3 separate regions of the Sus scrofa genome follow, and all the other regions are linked to region 2. The links are chromatin contacts, called in public promoter capture Hi-C maps. All regions are on one chromosome and are shown on one strand. The core of a region is the stretch at or near the end of the contact, and the rest is flanking DNA. Distances in the headings are between cores, read along the strand shown. Region 1 holds the start of C5H12orf73. Region 2 holds the start of C5H12orf45 (chromosome 12 open reading frame 45 ortholog). Region 3 holds the start of EID3 (EP300-interacting inhibitor of differentiation 3).

What was found. Promoter capture Hi-C pulls out the DNA fragments that hold promoters and counts their contacts.
Region 1: a contact with region 2 is called in a promoter capture Hi-C map of fetal liver, with 4 times the contacts expected there. The contact joins the promoter of C5H12orf73 here to the promoter of C5H12orf45 in region 2. A contact is called at or near these places in 2 of 5 promoter capture datasets (fetal liver and liver) and 1 of 2 datasets of contacts at active chromatin or transcription factors (skeletal muscle).
Region 3: a promoter capture Hi-C map of liver shows a contact between it and region 2, with 5 times the contacts expected there. The contact joins the promoter of EID3 here to the promoter of C5H12orf45 in region 2. A contact is called at or near these places in 1 of 5 promoter capture datasets (liver) and 1 of 2 datasets of contacts at active chromatin or transcription factors (alveolar macrophages).

Annotation. Positions count from the first base shown.
Region 1 is chr5:80,502,966-80,507,956 of Sscrofa11.1, forward strand. It overlaps C5H12orf73, which reads left to right and starts at 1,275. Exons shown (of 4, transcript XR_002344189.1): 1 at 1,275-1,433; 2 at 1,740-1,857.
Region 2 is chr5:79,573,380-79,578,240 of Sscrofa11.1, forward strand. C5H12orf45 (chromosome 12 open reading frame 45 ortholog) reads right to left here and starts at 2,619. Exons shown (of 4, transcript NM_001244659.1): 1 at 2,440-2,619; 2 at 465-551. The coding sequence starts at 2,554.
Region 3 is chr5:80,233,030-80,237,717 of Sscrofa11.1, forward strand. It overlaps EID3 (EP300-interacting inhibitor of differentiation 3), which reads right to left and starts at 1,538. Exons shown (of 1, transcript XM_021092633.1): 1 at 1-1,538.

The DNA of each region.
Region 1 (4,991 bases), core at 25-2,524, 930 kb after region 2:
CTTAACCCACTGAGCGAGGCCAGGGATGGAACCCACAGCCTCATGGTTCCTAGTCCGACTCGTTTCCGCTGCCCCACGAAGGGAACTCCTAAATTGTATACTTTAAATATGTGCAGTTTACTGAATGTCATATATGCTGCCATAAAAATAGTTCTAAAAATGTGAGTGTATCATGATGCATATTATACATACAAGATTCTTTTTTTTTGTCTTTTTGCCTTTTCTAGGGCCGCTCCCGCAGCGTATGGAGATTCCCGGGCTAGGAGTGTAATTGGAGTTGTAGCCAACGGCCAACGCCAGAGCCACAGCAACGCGGGATCCGAGCCGCGTCTGCAACCTACACCACAGCTCACGGCAACGCCAGATCCTTAACCCACTGAGCAAGGCCAGGGGTTGAACCTGCAACCTCATGGTTCCTAGTCAGATTCGTTAACCACTGCGCCACGACGGGAACGCCAAGATTAATCCTTCAGAATTGTCTTGTAATTAACCTTTTGCTTAACAAAAAGCAGTCTATCGCACAATCTTAAACAAGCATGTATTAAATAATGTAGATTTCATTCCTCCTCTTCTCCAGTAGCAATATAGCACAAAGTCATAGCTGCCTGTGTTGGCTCTGTTTTAGGTATCAAAGGACTTGTCCAGGACAAGGACAGCGAGAGCTTTTAACTTTCACTCACTGTAGGGTGACCTCACCTAAGCGTGCACAGCTCAGTGAGCGAACCTCCACCTGCTCCTAAAATGTACTAAACATGAGCAACCTTTTCTGTGCGTGCGAAAGCCGAAATAATGCAAGGATCCAGCCAGAGTCGAGCTGGAGACTAGACATCTGCAGGAAAAATCTAACTAGAGGGAGAATGATGAGGGCGCCGAGAGCCAGGAAAAGTCTGGGAATTGGTTTAAAAAAAAAAAAAAAAAAAAGAGAGAGAGAGAGAAAAGGGAGTTCCCGTCGTGGCGCAGTGGTTAACGAATCCGACTAAGAACCATGAGGTTGAGGGTTCGATCCCTGGCCTTGCTCATCGGTTTAAGGATGCGGCGTTGCCCTGAACTGTGGTGTAGGTCACAGACGTGGCTCAGATCCCGTGTTGCTGTGGCTCTGGCGTAGGCCGGGGGCTACAACTCCAATTAGACCCCTAGCCCGGGAACCTCCATGTGCCACGGGAAGTGGCCCTAGAAAAGGCAAAAAGACGCCCCCCCCGCCCGCCCCGCCAAAAAAAGACACTGGCTCTGGCCAAAAGCCTCACTTCCGCCTGGGTCACGTGCCCGCGCCGGCAGCAACCCGGCTTTCCGGTCCGGGGAGGGCCGCATCCCCTGCACTTTGGGTCCGGCCCGCCTGCTCGGGCTCCCGAACGCCCTTGCGCCGCCCTCGACACGCTGCCGACGGCCTGTGCAGCTCGCGGTACAGTCTCCCCTGGAGCGACCCTATAGGCCAGGTAGTGAGGTGTGCACTCCCTCATCTCTCGGAGCTTTCGCGGCGCGGTAAACCGCCCGACGCTGCCTTCCTTTCGCTCCGCTGGCGCTGCCTGTAAACTCTGAAGGCCCGGCCCCAACACTAAGAACCCACCGAAGGCTGGTCTTCCGCCTCCAGAGGGCGTTCGTGCGCTCACTGCCCTCCTCTCATAATTGAGGACCCAGGTGCTCTGACTCCGCCCCTGCGCTGCAGAGGGACTCGTTTCCCCTCACAGCTTGGTCGGGACCTGGGAACTTTCTAACACCGTCCGCTTTCCCTCCCCGTCCAGCCCGCCGACCATGCCTGCGGGCGTGTCCTGGACGTCCTACCTGAAAATGTTCGCCGCCAGTCTCCTGGCCATGTGCGCCGGCGCGGAGGTGGTGCACAGGTACTACCGGCCGGACCTGGTGAGTGCGGGAGGGTCCTCGCGCCTCACTCCTGGACTACTCCATTCTCACAGCAGCAGAAGTGATCTTGAAATTAGGAGCACGTCTGTCCGGGTTCTAAAACCGTATGGTGTCATCCTATTGCCTTTAGAGCCATGCTGGCCTGCTCTTACACAGTCTTCGGGTTTTACGCCGTCTGGCACCTGCCTGCCACTGGCCTTATTTTACACCATTTGCCCCTTTCCCCTGTGTTGCAGCCACACCGTTTCTTCTTCCTGTTTCTCAGACTCATCAAGCCTGTTCCCTCAAGGTCATGCTTCTTGGAATGCTTTTCTCCCAGATCTTGGCTTGGTTTTCTTCAAAATTTCAAGTCTCCACTCGAATTATCTCCTCTAGCAATGAAGGTCCTTTGGACAGCTCCTAAAGGATTCTTCCTCTGCTGTTCTATACAAGGCCTTGGTTTCCATAGAACACATGTCGTGATTTGTAATTATTTTATTCCTGTCTTTTTACTTCCTCTTTGTTTCCTCTGCTAAAATGAAGTCTCCAGGGAGGGACTGTGCCTGTCTAGTTCACTCTTGTATTTCAGTCACCTAGAAAAGAGCTTAGAATGTAGTAGATGCTCAATAAATATTTGTTGACTGAAGGAGTGAATATGGGCATTCAAAGGAGAGAGGAATTTATTTATTTTTGTCTTTTTGGGCCCATACCCGCAGCATGTGGATATCCCCAGGCTAGGGGCCAAACTGGAGCTGTAGCTGCCCACCTACACCAGAGCCACAACAACACAGGATCCCAGCCCTGTCTTCGACCTACACAGATCACACTAACGCTGGATCCTTAACCCATTGAGCAAGGCCAAGGATACTAGTCGGATTCACTTCCGCTGAGCCACGATGGGAACTCCAAGAGAGAGGAATTTATTATTTTATTTTTATTCTATTTTATTATTTCATTTCGTTTCATTTCATTTCATATCATTTCATTTTTAGAGCCCCACCTGTGGCATATGGAGGTTCCTAGGCTAAGGGTTGAATAAGACCTGTAGCTGCCAGCCTATGCTATAGCGACAGCAACTTGGGATCCAAGCTGCATCTGCGACCTACACCACAGCTCACCGCAATGCAGGATCCTTAACCCACTGAGTGAGGCCAGGGATTGAACCTGCAACCTCATGGATGCTAGCTGGGTTTGTTAACCACTGAGCCACAATAGGAACTCCTCCAAGAGAGGAATTTCATTTTATTAAGACTTCTCTGAATTAGAACTGGGAATTAGAGGTACTTTTGAGGAGTTATGGTCCTGGGGAGGTGGAGGTGACAACATACAGTGCAAATAATTACAAGAGTATGCTCAGGAGTTCCCGTCGTGGCGCAGTGGTTAACGAATCCGACTAGGAGCCATGAGGTTGCGGGTTCGGTCCCTGCCCTTGCTCAGTGGGTTAACGATACGGCGTTGCCGTGAGCTGTGGTGTAGGTCGCAGACGCGGCTCGGATCCCGAGTTGCTGTGGCTCTGGCGTAGGCCAGTGGCTACAGCTCCGATTGGACCCCTAGCCTGGGAACCTCCATATGCCGCGGAAGCGGCCCAAAGAAATAGCGAAAAGACAAAAAAAAATAAAAATAAAAAATAAAAAAATCAAGTATATATATATAAAAAAAAAAAAAAAGAGTATGCTCAGTGTTATGTTGTGGGTGTGAATGCAGTGGTTTGGATCACAATGTAGGGAGTAGGCATTTCTGCCTGGACTCTGGTCAGGTAACACAGAAAACCAACCACTTGTTGGTTTCTAATTTTAGTGAATTATTTTTTAATGGCCACACCTATGGCATGTGGAAGTTCCTGGACCAAGGACTGAACCTGAGCCGCAGCAGTGACAGCATTGGATCCTGAACCTGCTGAGCCACCAGGGAACTCCCATTTAACACATTTTTTGACAGCCTCGTACAATGTGGGACATTTTCATAGGGTTGTAAGAATTAAGGAGAAGTCTGAGATGTGGTCCTTGTCTTCAGAGACGTTACAGTATAAACTAATAGCTGAGAGAAGTAGACATGCCTCTAACATCATTATGATATCAGACCTTTGGGTTGATTCCGATCAGAGATGGGTGAACAGCGTGGTGGGAATGGAGTGGGGGGAGGGATACATTTCCTTGAGGTGGCACTACGGTGGGCCCTGGGTAATGATCAGAATTTTGGCAATGCCAACGTGAGGGGTCGTGTAGAGACCTTTGCAGGGGGCATTCCATATGGAGAGAACAGGCTGCACCAAGGCCTGGAGACGGAGGTGTGTGAATATTTACCGCCATACCTCTTAAGGTCACCTGCGACCCCCATGCTGTTAAATCCCGTGGGTCGGTTATCAGTCTTCATCTTTTAGTCCGTCAGCAGCTTGGGACATGGTGAAATAGTCTCTCCTTGAAACACTTTGTTCACGTGGCTTCTGGGAGACCACTCTTGGTTCTTTTGCCTTCGTGGTTGCTGCTTTTCACCCTTTCCTGTTTCTTCTTTATCTTCTTAGCCTCCCAGCACAGGTGGACCTCAGGGCTCTGTCCTTGATCCCCTTTTTTTCTGCCTACACTCACTTCCATGATCTCATTTCAGCACAGTGGCTGGTACTTACATACTAAAATCATACCTCCAGCCTGGCCCTCTCCTGTGAACTGACAGTTCAGTTATTCATTGTACACTTGACAGTTCCACGTGTATGGGCAGTGGGCATGCTCACAGCTTAGCTCCTGGCCTTCCCCCTGCTCTTGTTGAAGTCGTCCCTAACACAGTAAGGTCAGGCCAAAACTAGGAGTCCTCCTCAACGCTTTCTCTCTCATACCGCACAGAGCAGCAGATGCCACTGGCTCAACCCCAGATCCTCATCCAGACTCGCTGCTTTCCTCCTCTGCGACTACCCAGTTCAAGCCACTGCCAGTCGCTCTCACTGCAGTTACTGCCGTAGCTGCCTGACTCTTCCACCTTCCACCTTCGTGCCCTGACAGTCTCTTCTCAACAAAACCACCACTGCCATCTGTTTACCCTTGAGTCAGGTCACGTCACTCTTCTGCTCACAGCCCCCCAGTGACTTCCCATCTCTGCACCCCCTTTTCCCTCCTGTCCTTGTCTCTTTCTCACCCCTTGCTGAATACTTTGTACCAGCTGTG
Region 2 (4,861 bases), core at 1,369-3,868:
TTTGAGCGTGCAGTAGAGCAATGTCACAGAGTAATTAAGAAAGAGAACTGGCCCTGTTGTGTCACATCATGAGTAACATTTACCATTTAAGTAATTATGTCAATTTAATGGGATGTGGTGTTTTTCCATACATGTATACTAAATTTGAGACTCAGAAGCCTCTAGAAAAAAATTCCCATGAAGATTAACAATAATTGGGTTTGCTTTCCAAAACACTCTCCCATAAGGAGTTTTTCTGGGCAAAGTTACCCTCTTACAGCAGAGGAATAATACAAGAAATTTCATCAGTGTGCACTGACTTCATGATGTAAATCCCAAGTAAGAACTGCTCACTGGACTCTCTGTGGTTTGATATCTGACCACAAAGGCAGATATTGTCTCATCACGTAAATGCTTGACAAGGCAAAATTTAACAGAGAGGGTTCTTGAGAGAGAGGAAGAGAGAGACAGGGAAGGGTACTTACAGGGACTCCTCTCTATCCGAACTGTTTGAAGAGTGGAATTCTTTCTGGAATTAGGCTTGGAGTTGATGAGCAGCTTGTCCCATATACCTGAAAACACACACTAAATTTATTAAAACATAAAGGAATAAGAGCCCACTGGCAAACTTGCCAAGACCACCCTCAGGTTTTGACCATTCTTTCCTCCCTTCCCAAGACACTGTTTAACAAAGAAGCTCTCCAGAGTTCCCATCGTGGCACAGTGGTTAACGAATCTAACTAAGAACCATGAGATTGTGGGTTCGATCCCTGGCCTTGCTCTGTGGGTTAAGGATCCGGCGTTGCCGTGAGCTGTGGTGTAGGCTGCAGACGTGGCTCGGATCCTGCATTGCTGTGGCTCTGGCAAAGGCCGGTGGCTACAGCTCTGATTGGATCCCTAGCCTGGGAACCTCCATATGCCGTGAGAGCGGCCCAAGAAATGGCAAAAAGACAAAAAACAAACAAACAAAAAAACCCCAAGAAGCTCTCCAAGTTCTAATACAACATTTTACTTCTTTACACATATCGATCTCCCCTTTCTTAAACCTGTCTCATACATCTGTGTCACCAATGCCAAGTAATACATGCACCCAAAATGCATCTTTCTGGGTCAGAAACCCATCCGCCACAAATGCAGGTTGGCCATGACAGAACTCAGGAAGCAGTACAAAGTACAATCACAGTTAAATGAGGCTTTACCATCTGCATTTTATTGGGAAAATTACTTAAGCTCTTTGAGCATTTGTTTCTTCATATAAAACACACCTGCCTGGTTAGTTCCCTTTCGGTAATGATGTCCAACCTAGACAAAAAACCCTTTGGAGAAATGCTCTCTCTCCCCACTCAACTCCACCTATTTACTCTGATTCAAAATTCCTCAAATCAACCCTCTCTTCTGTCCATTAGAGCTCAGAGAATAAGACTTGTCTTTCAAAACCCAAGGCTTTGTGTACCTGGTTTCCAACACCTGGAAAATCTCTTCACTCTGATATAAAAATTCTGTTCACCCTCAGCTTCATATTCCCTAAACAACTACCTTAGGCCTAGCAACTGGATTAGTGTAAAGAGCATGGACCCTGGGGCCACAATGACTGGATCCAAATCCCAGCTTTGCCACTTCCTGGTCACATGATCTCCAGCAAGTTACTTATTTGTATGACACCAGGACTCAGTTTCCTCATCTATAAAATAGCACTAACAGAACTTTTACACAGGGCAACTGCAGAAGATTGGATTTGTGAGTCAATTCCTGGGGCATAGTAGGCACTACTAAAGCTTATGTATTACTTTAACTTTGGATGTTCTGGGTTCTCACAGCATCGTTTCTTCAAGGTAATATTTAAACAATACGGCCGAGACCTTAGGTACATTCTTTTCAAAAAAAGTTTTACAGGTACTACTACCTCCATTTTCCAAATGTAAAAACCCCGGGGTATTGAGAATGTAAACAACTCTCCTGAACTTTCACAGCTAATTACTCATGGAGCTGGGGTTGGTGTCTTGCTTTTTAATTTTCTATTATGTTGTCTGAAATCCTATGTGGATTTCCTGGACCCACCAGACTCTACAAGAAAGCGGCACTAACGGTGGCTCTGTGAGCATTTACAGAGAGAGGGTGGTTAATGCATTATACTCCTCTGCTCCCCCTACCAGCCACCTCTTGGGACACAGGACCGACCCTAAGGCCGCCCCTTTAGGGGCGATGTTTTGCTACAGCGCTCGGCAGTGGGCACTCACCACCGTGCGGAACACCTGGACCATCCTTGAGCCCCGACCCCCGCGGTGGGTGGGGCACTCTGGAGTCCTGAGGCCACTTTCGGGGATCCCTGTCAGGTGCCGGGCCTGGATAGGGAGCCGCCAACTGGCCCCGGTCGGCTCTCACTCCCCGCCCCCCGCCACATGTGAGCGACCCAAGCCTCCACTGCCACTGCCGCCGCCGCCGCCGCCGCCCGCCCCTCACCTCCTTGGTCGCCGCTCCCCGCCGTCAGCAGCTCCTTGGACACCGAGACCCCAGAGTGGTTCTGGGAGGACGACGAACAGGTCGGGCCAGACTGGGATTCCGACTGAACCTCCATGCTGCTCACCAGTTGTCAGAGCCAGCCCATCCAGGACCGGATGCAGGAAATAGGCTAGGGCGAGGGGCGGAGCCAGGACTCCGATTGGCGGATAATTGGAGGGGGCGGGGCTAAAGGCGGGGCGAGGACGGCCCAACGGCGAGGGCGACACCTATCAGAGCCAGGAGGCCATTCCTGTCAGGGGTAAAGGAAGGCGGAGGCTCTACAGACCCTGTAATTGGACGAAAGAACTGGCCAGGCTGGATTTTAGCTAAACCAATCCGAACGTGAAGTGCCGCACCAGGAGGCCAAACCCCTCTTCATTTTTTTTTTTTTAGTTTTTTTTTTTTTTTTTAATTGTGGTTAGAAAAACACACAACATAAAATGTACGATCTTAAAATGTATTTACCAAGTACAATTCAGAAGTATTAATTGTATGTTGTTATATGACAAATCTCTGGAATTCTTTTCATCTTACAAAACTGAAATTCTCTGTCCATTGAGCAACCCCCACCCCCTTGCTTCCAACCCCTGGCAATCACCGTTCTAATTTCTGTTTATATGAATTTAATTACTTCAGATATTTCATATAATTGGAATCATACAGTATTTATCTTTTTGCAACTGTTACGTTTCACTTATTAGTACAATGTACTCAAACCTTACCCATGTACCACATGATTCCCTTCTTTTTTAAGGCTGAGTGATATTCTGTTCCATGCATGTACCACATTTGCTTTACCTATGCATTCCTTGATCGACATTTGGGTTGCTTCCCCTTGGATATTGGGAATAATGTTGCAGTGAACATAGCTATGCAAATATTGATACTGCTTTCAATTATTTTGGATTTATACCCAGAAGTGTGATAGCCGACCATGTGGAAATTTTTTTGTTTGTTTTTACGGCCACAGTGTGGCATATGGAATTTCCTGGGCCAGGGACTGAATCCAGCCCTCAGCTACAACCTGAGCAGTAGCTGAGGCAAGGCCAGAATTCTTTCACCCACTGTGCCTTTCAGGGATTGACCCCATGCTTTTCTAGCAACCTGAGCTGCTGTAGTCAGATTCTTAACCCACTGTGCCACAACAGAGGGGAACACTTGGTAATTCTATTTTTAACTTTTTAAGAACCTTTGTACTGGTTTCCATAGAAGCTGCATTATCTTACATTCCCACCAGTAGGGCATAAGGGTTCCAGTTTCTCCACATCCTCACCAATGCTTTTTCCATTCATTATTTCTTTTTTTTATTAGCGGCCATCCTAGTTGGTCCTGGGTGGTAATTCAGTGTAGTTTTGATTTGCATTTTTGTAACGATTGGTAATGTTGAACATCTTTTCATGTGTTCAATGGTCATTTGTACATCTACTTGGGAGAAATGTATATTCACATCCATTGCCCATTTTAATTCAGGTTGTTTTGTTGGTGAGTTTGAGTTGTATGAGTTATTTATATATTCTTGTCAGATATATGATCATGTTTTAGAGACAGAAACCATTATGAACATGCAAAAACTTGGGAAATATTGTTCCCATAGCCTTCTTGAGGAATTTAGTAAAGGATATGATTCAGAAAATAATTGGAGAAATCCAATTCAAGTTTTGTTGGTAAACATTTTACAGTAGAATTGAGGAGGAACAGTGAGAATAAGGTTGAAAGAATAGTATTTAATTTTCATAGGTTTTGACAATATGGATGTAAGACAAAAATTAAGATGGGGAGAGGCGTTCCCACTGTGGTGCAATGGGTTCAGTGGCACTTCTGCCTCACCAGGATGCAGGTTTGACTCCCCAGTCTGGCACAGGGGGTTAAAGAATTTTGTGGCGCCGCAGGTGTGGGTCGAAACTGTGGCTTGGATCTGATCCCTGGATCAGAATTCCATATGCTGCAGCCACAAAAGAAAAAAAAAATGGGGAGAATCAGAGATTATATCTGAAGAGGAAATTTTTCTTTTTAAAAACTGGGAATAAAAGGGTAAGACTTTAAGTTAGATGTTGGGAGTAAAGGAGAGAAGAGAAGAGAGAGGGTACTAGCTAATTACAATATTGTTCGCAGTGGGAAGACAATATCAAAATAAAAGAGGACTGAGTGGTATTGAGTAAAGTTAATAAAATGAAATTAAAAGATTCTGAAAACCAAAATTCATTAGACAGAGAAAGAGAAATAAAACAGACTTCCTAGGAAAAAATGTATATGACAAACTGAAGCACAGCATTCAGTCGTATCTGTATATGCAATAGGGCTTAACTCATCTGAAAAAAGAAGGATTTTCAGATTGGATAAAAGTCAATGTCCAACGTTATGCTGGATAGAAGAGACACCTAAA
Region 3 (4,688 bases), core at 288-2,787, 660 kb after region 2:
TGTTCCCTAAAGAATTTTAGAACCTACCGCTTCTTCCTAAATGTGGGCAACAACTGGCTGGAAATTCACGAACAGTTTCAAAGCAGTAAGCCTCATTACCTTGTGTCTTCTTTCATTTCTTAGTACTCATTAAAATCCAAAAATAAATCAAATGATACAGAGAGTGATAAGTGTGCTTAAAAGAGATGTGATAAATAACTTTTTAAAATTTTAATTATAACTTGGTGGTATGCTTTAATCTTGACATTGCACTTCACTAAATGTCTGAAATTAACTATGATAATATAGAAATGAAAACATCAGATCTCATCAGTTAAGTGGATGTAAAGCTTATATATAAAGTGATCCTTTTTACTCCCACTGGTGTTAAAATCATGACCATCTGTTTATGACACAGGTGGAGAAAAGAGATCAGACAGGAAGGAATATTGATAGAACTTTGTCTCATTTTACTTGCAAACTAAAGGTCTGAGTAATACAACATATTTTACATCAAGCTAAAAGTCTTTTTAGCTCCTTTAAGTATTTTCCATTAATGTGCTATTTGTCTTCCAAGTCTCTCTTCATTTCCTATACCCATTCTTCAAAAAGGTAAGATTCTTTTAGAGGAACGAAAACATGGTAAATAAAAATGCAAGTTAACTGTTACCTGCTTCCTGAATGTGCACCCATCTAAATACACCTTTTACATTTAACTGAGGCCTCAGGCTTAATTCTAAGAAGGCAATGTTCCAGTATGACTTCCATTTCTTAAAAATTACTTCAATACAAAAAGACAATTAAAGCAGATGTATCACAGTGATGGGATGAGGCTTTCTAACTTGGTCACCAACCACACCAGAGGTGGACTATCACCAGGCTGCAAATCCCGCTAACGTGCACCCAGCCTCTCAGCCTTTCTCCCGTCTGGTGGGCCATGACCTCGTGCGTGGGCCCAGGGAGGACTGCCACTACCACCCTCGCCACCAGCCGAAGCAAAGATTTCTTCTTCGCCTATGCTTCTACCCAGCTGTTAACTCAAGGCTAGAAAAGCAACCCCTGAAGGGTAAGGAACTCGCTCTAAGGGCTTGCTGGTCGCTCTCCCCTGAGCCTGGGGTTTCCAGGTTTCCCTCCCTGAAAATTACAGAGGAAGATGAGAGGGACGGACAGAGATAAGCATTTCCTGATCCACCCTTCGCAGTACTTCTCTAAACACTCACATTCGGCAGGTACACGGCTGCTAAAAATTTTTAAGTTATTTATAGAGTTACTAGGAGAGAAAGAACAAGGCAAGGAGGAAAAAAAGGACGTTTAAAAACCTATTTTCAAAGCTGAAAATAGGTCCATCCGCTCGTCCAAGCTTCCCGTTCTGAAAAGTATGTCTCATCAACATCGATGAACACGTGAGCTGGCCCCGCGCGTCCTTCTCATTTCTAAGGATGTGCTCGGTGGGAGGTCCGCTCCCGGTCACCCGGGCTTGGAGAGGAGGGCTGAGACCACCACCGGCCCCAAGAGCCGGTTCCCCGTTCAGGCGCATTACAGAGACGTAAAGCTCGCCCACCTACCTTCAGGGTTTGACCATGGCCGCCTATCTTTCGCCGCTTCACAAACACAACGGGCACGTCGGTTTCCGAGGTCAGTTCGGAGAGCGCTCTCTCGAGGCCCCGCCCGTCCTCTGTGGCACAAAAGCAGAGCGAAGCCGGTCAGTCTTTCCGCCCCGGGCGGCGGCGGGAAGTGCGCGGCGGGGGCGGGGCTTCCGCGTCCCCAACTGCACTCCCCCCCCCCCACCGCGCGACCGCCCCTCCGTCCCGGGCCCCGCCTGACCTTGACCGAGGCCGGCCAAGGGTCGGGTCCCGGGCGGGAGGACCGGGACGGCCTCGCGGCCAGCCGCAAACGCCAGGCAGACCCCAGGAAAGGGCAAGTCTCGCTAAAATAGACGTCACACGTCCCCAGTGGGTCCCGAATTCAGAAACGCCTCAAAAGGAAGCTTAGGGCACAGTTATCTCAACTTTTCAAAAAACACCTTCCAACTCAATCTGCCTTTGAACTCTGCATCTATACAGAGTGCCAAAAACCAACTTCCAATGTTTCTTTGAAGTTTGAAAACATGGGGTAAAATGAAGCCCACGCTGCCCACTTACGGGTGCTTTAAGAACCTTGAAATAATACAGCAACACCCTACCTGACAGGCTGGGTGAAACCGGTCCAAATTTACAAACGAGTGAACTCAGGTAGAGAATGAGTCAGTCAGTGAGAATTAAAAATAGACTCCATTGATACTGACATGAGGTCCATTCATGAGACAAAAACCACACCTGCACCCCAAAGTACAGTTGTTTGATGATAAAAACGCTTCTGTAATGCGTTGCATAGATTAACACTTAATCTAACTACCCTTTCGAAGTCGCTCCTATCAGGTCCATTTCACAGATAAGAAAACTGAGGCACCAAAAACCCCCTATCTTGCCCAAATTCAAGCAACCAGAGTTAGTTAACAGCAGAGCCAGGAGTCAAACCAGGCAGTGTGGTGAAGCCTTTAACGCTTAGCGGGTACTGCCTGATACAGGGAGATAAGCACGGGTTCCTCTTAGTTGTCTCGTTTGCCGGCCTGGGGAAAGTCACGGGAGTCTGAGCCTTAGTCTCCCCGCTTGCACACACAGAAAGCATGATCTGCCAACCTCTCACGATTTCTGAAGATTCAATGGTGTGAAAATTCCTTGAGGCTTGCTTAAACTCTCTTAATGTTGAGAAGGGTCTGTCAATCTATTCATCACCTTATTACCTGCATTTCAACACCCGTGCACTAAGAAATGATACAAAAGTCCATTTCCTCCGATATTCTGCCCACTGCCTCTACGGAGACGAGCTAGAGGAAGGAAACCTCCGGCCGACAGGGGGCCGGCCTCACCTCCACGCACGCTAAGCTTTCACCCACCCGGCGAAACAATGAATGCGGCCAAGACGCTCACCCGCCTCAATAAAGCCTCACCCCTACTCAGACCCGCCCTCAAACATCTCTCCTCGCTCCGCATTCGCAACGCACCGGCAGGCGGATGCTCTCGGCCCGGGGTTCTCGCAGCGGGAGGCCCGGGGCTTCCTCCGTTTTTGGTGAGCCCGAAGCTTACAGGAACGCGAGCTGTTGGGCAGCAGGCGCCTCTCTGACGCGCCCCACCACCTCGCGATCCGATGCAATGCGGGACCGGAGACGACTGAAGGGAAAGGGAGGCCGGTTCCCAGAGGCTCGGAGAAGCCACGCCCTCCCCTGAATGGGCGGGCAAACCGCCAGAGTCAGAATGACAAAGCAAAAATCCACTCCTCGTGCAGCCCTGGCGCCTGGCTGATGGGCTTAGCAAAGTGGGATCTCCTAATTGGGTGACAGCACGTCCACTTCCCGCTCACAGCGCCCCCAACCCAGGAAAGGAGCAAATGCAATTTAAGGAATGTTTGGAACCAGAACCAAAAGAACGTGTCTTAACTGAGCAAAACCGGACTATGCCCTCGGGCAGTGACTCCTGAACTTTGCTACCGGTTGTAATCATGCGAGGTCTTTAAAAATACTGACGCCTGGCTCCCACCCCCGGACGTTCTGATGTAATTGGTATTGGGTGCGACCTGAGCATCTGAGTTTTTAAAAATTCCCTGGATGATTCCAGTGAGCAGTAGTTTGGGAGCCACTGCCCTAAGGTAATGGATTAGTCAGTCTGGCGATTCTGTAAAGGAAGTGATCAGGCTTTTAAAGGAAACATCTAGTCCATCCTGACTAATACTGAAAAGAAGTGACAAATTCCCCTTTGTCCCACTTAGATTTTGGTTTGTCATGTTTAAGGAAAACTGAGTATATTTAACTCCAGCCATGCCAAGCCACCTACAGCTAGTTACCCCAGTGAGCCAGGCTCTCCGTACTTCCCAAGTCTTACTCATATTCTTACTCAGCACTTTGCACTACTAGGTAGCTATGAATATATACTGAATACATAAACAGCCACCCTATTAATAGCAGGTGTTTGTTCAAGGGTCCTACTGTACTAAACCAGTGTTCCTCCATAAGGCTTTCTCTCTCACACAGCTCGCTGAGCTAGAACCACTTTTTTTTTTTTTTGCTTTTTAGGGCTGCACCTGTGGCATATGGAATTTCCCAGGCTAAGGTCAAATCGGAGCTGTAGCTGCTGGCCACAGCCACACCAGATCCAAGCCCCATCTGCGACCTACACCACAGCTCACTGCAGCACCAGATGCTTAACCCCCTGAGCAAGGCCAGGGAACGAACCCGCATCCTCTAGGAACTCATCAGGTTTGTTTCTGCTGAGCCCTAAGGGGAACTCCCTAGAACGACCTTTCTGACACCGAAATCTTCTCTGCTCAGACTTCCAGCAGCTCTCTAGAAACCTCAAAATAAAGTCCAAGCTCCTCAATTGTACTGATTTGGCAAGGGCCACCCTTGTTAAACCTAGATGTCCACTGAGTATCCACTGTGGCACAGTGGGTTAAGAATCAGACTGCAGCGGCTCTGGTCAAGGGAGGCACAGGTTCCATCCCTGAGGCCAGCACAGTAGATTAAAAGATTCGTCATTGCCACGGCTGCAGCGCATAGAAAACAAAAACCTAGGTGTCCACATATTCCATACCCTACTTAACCAGAAAACACTGCAGGAGAAAACAAAGAAATTAAAAGTGATTTCACTTTCAGGTCAAGACCACAAACTTCAGGA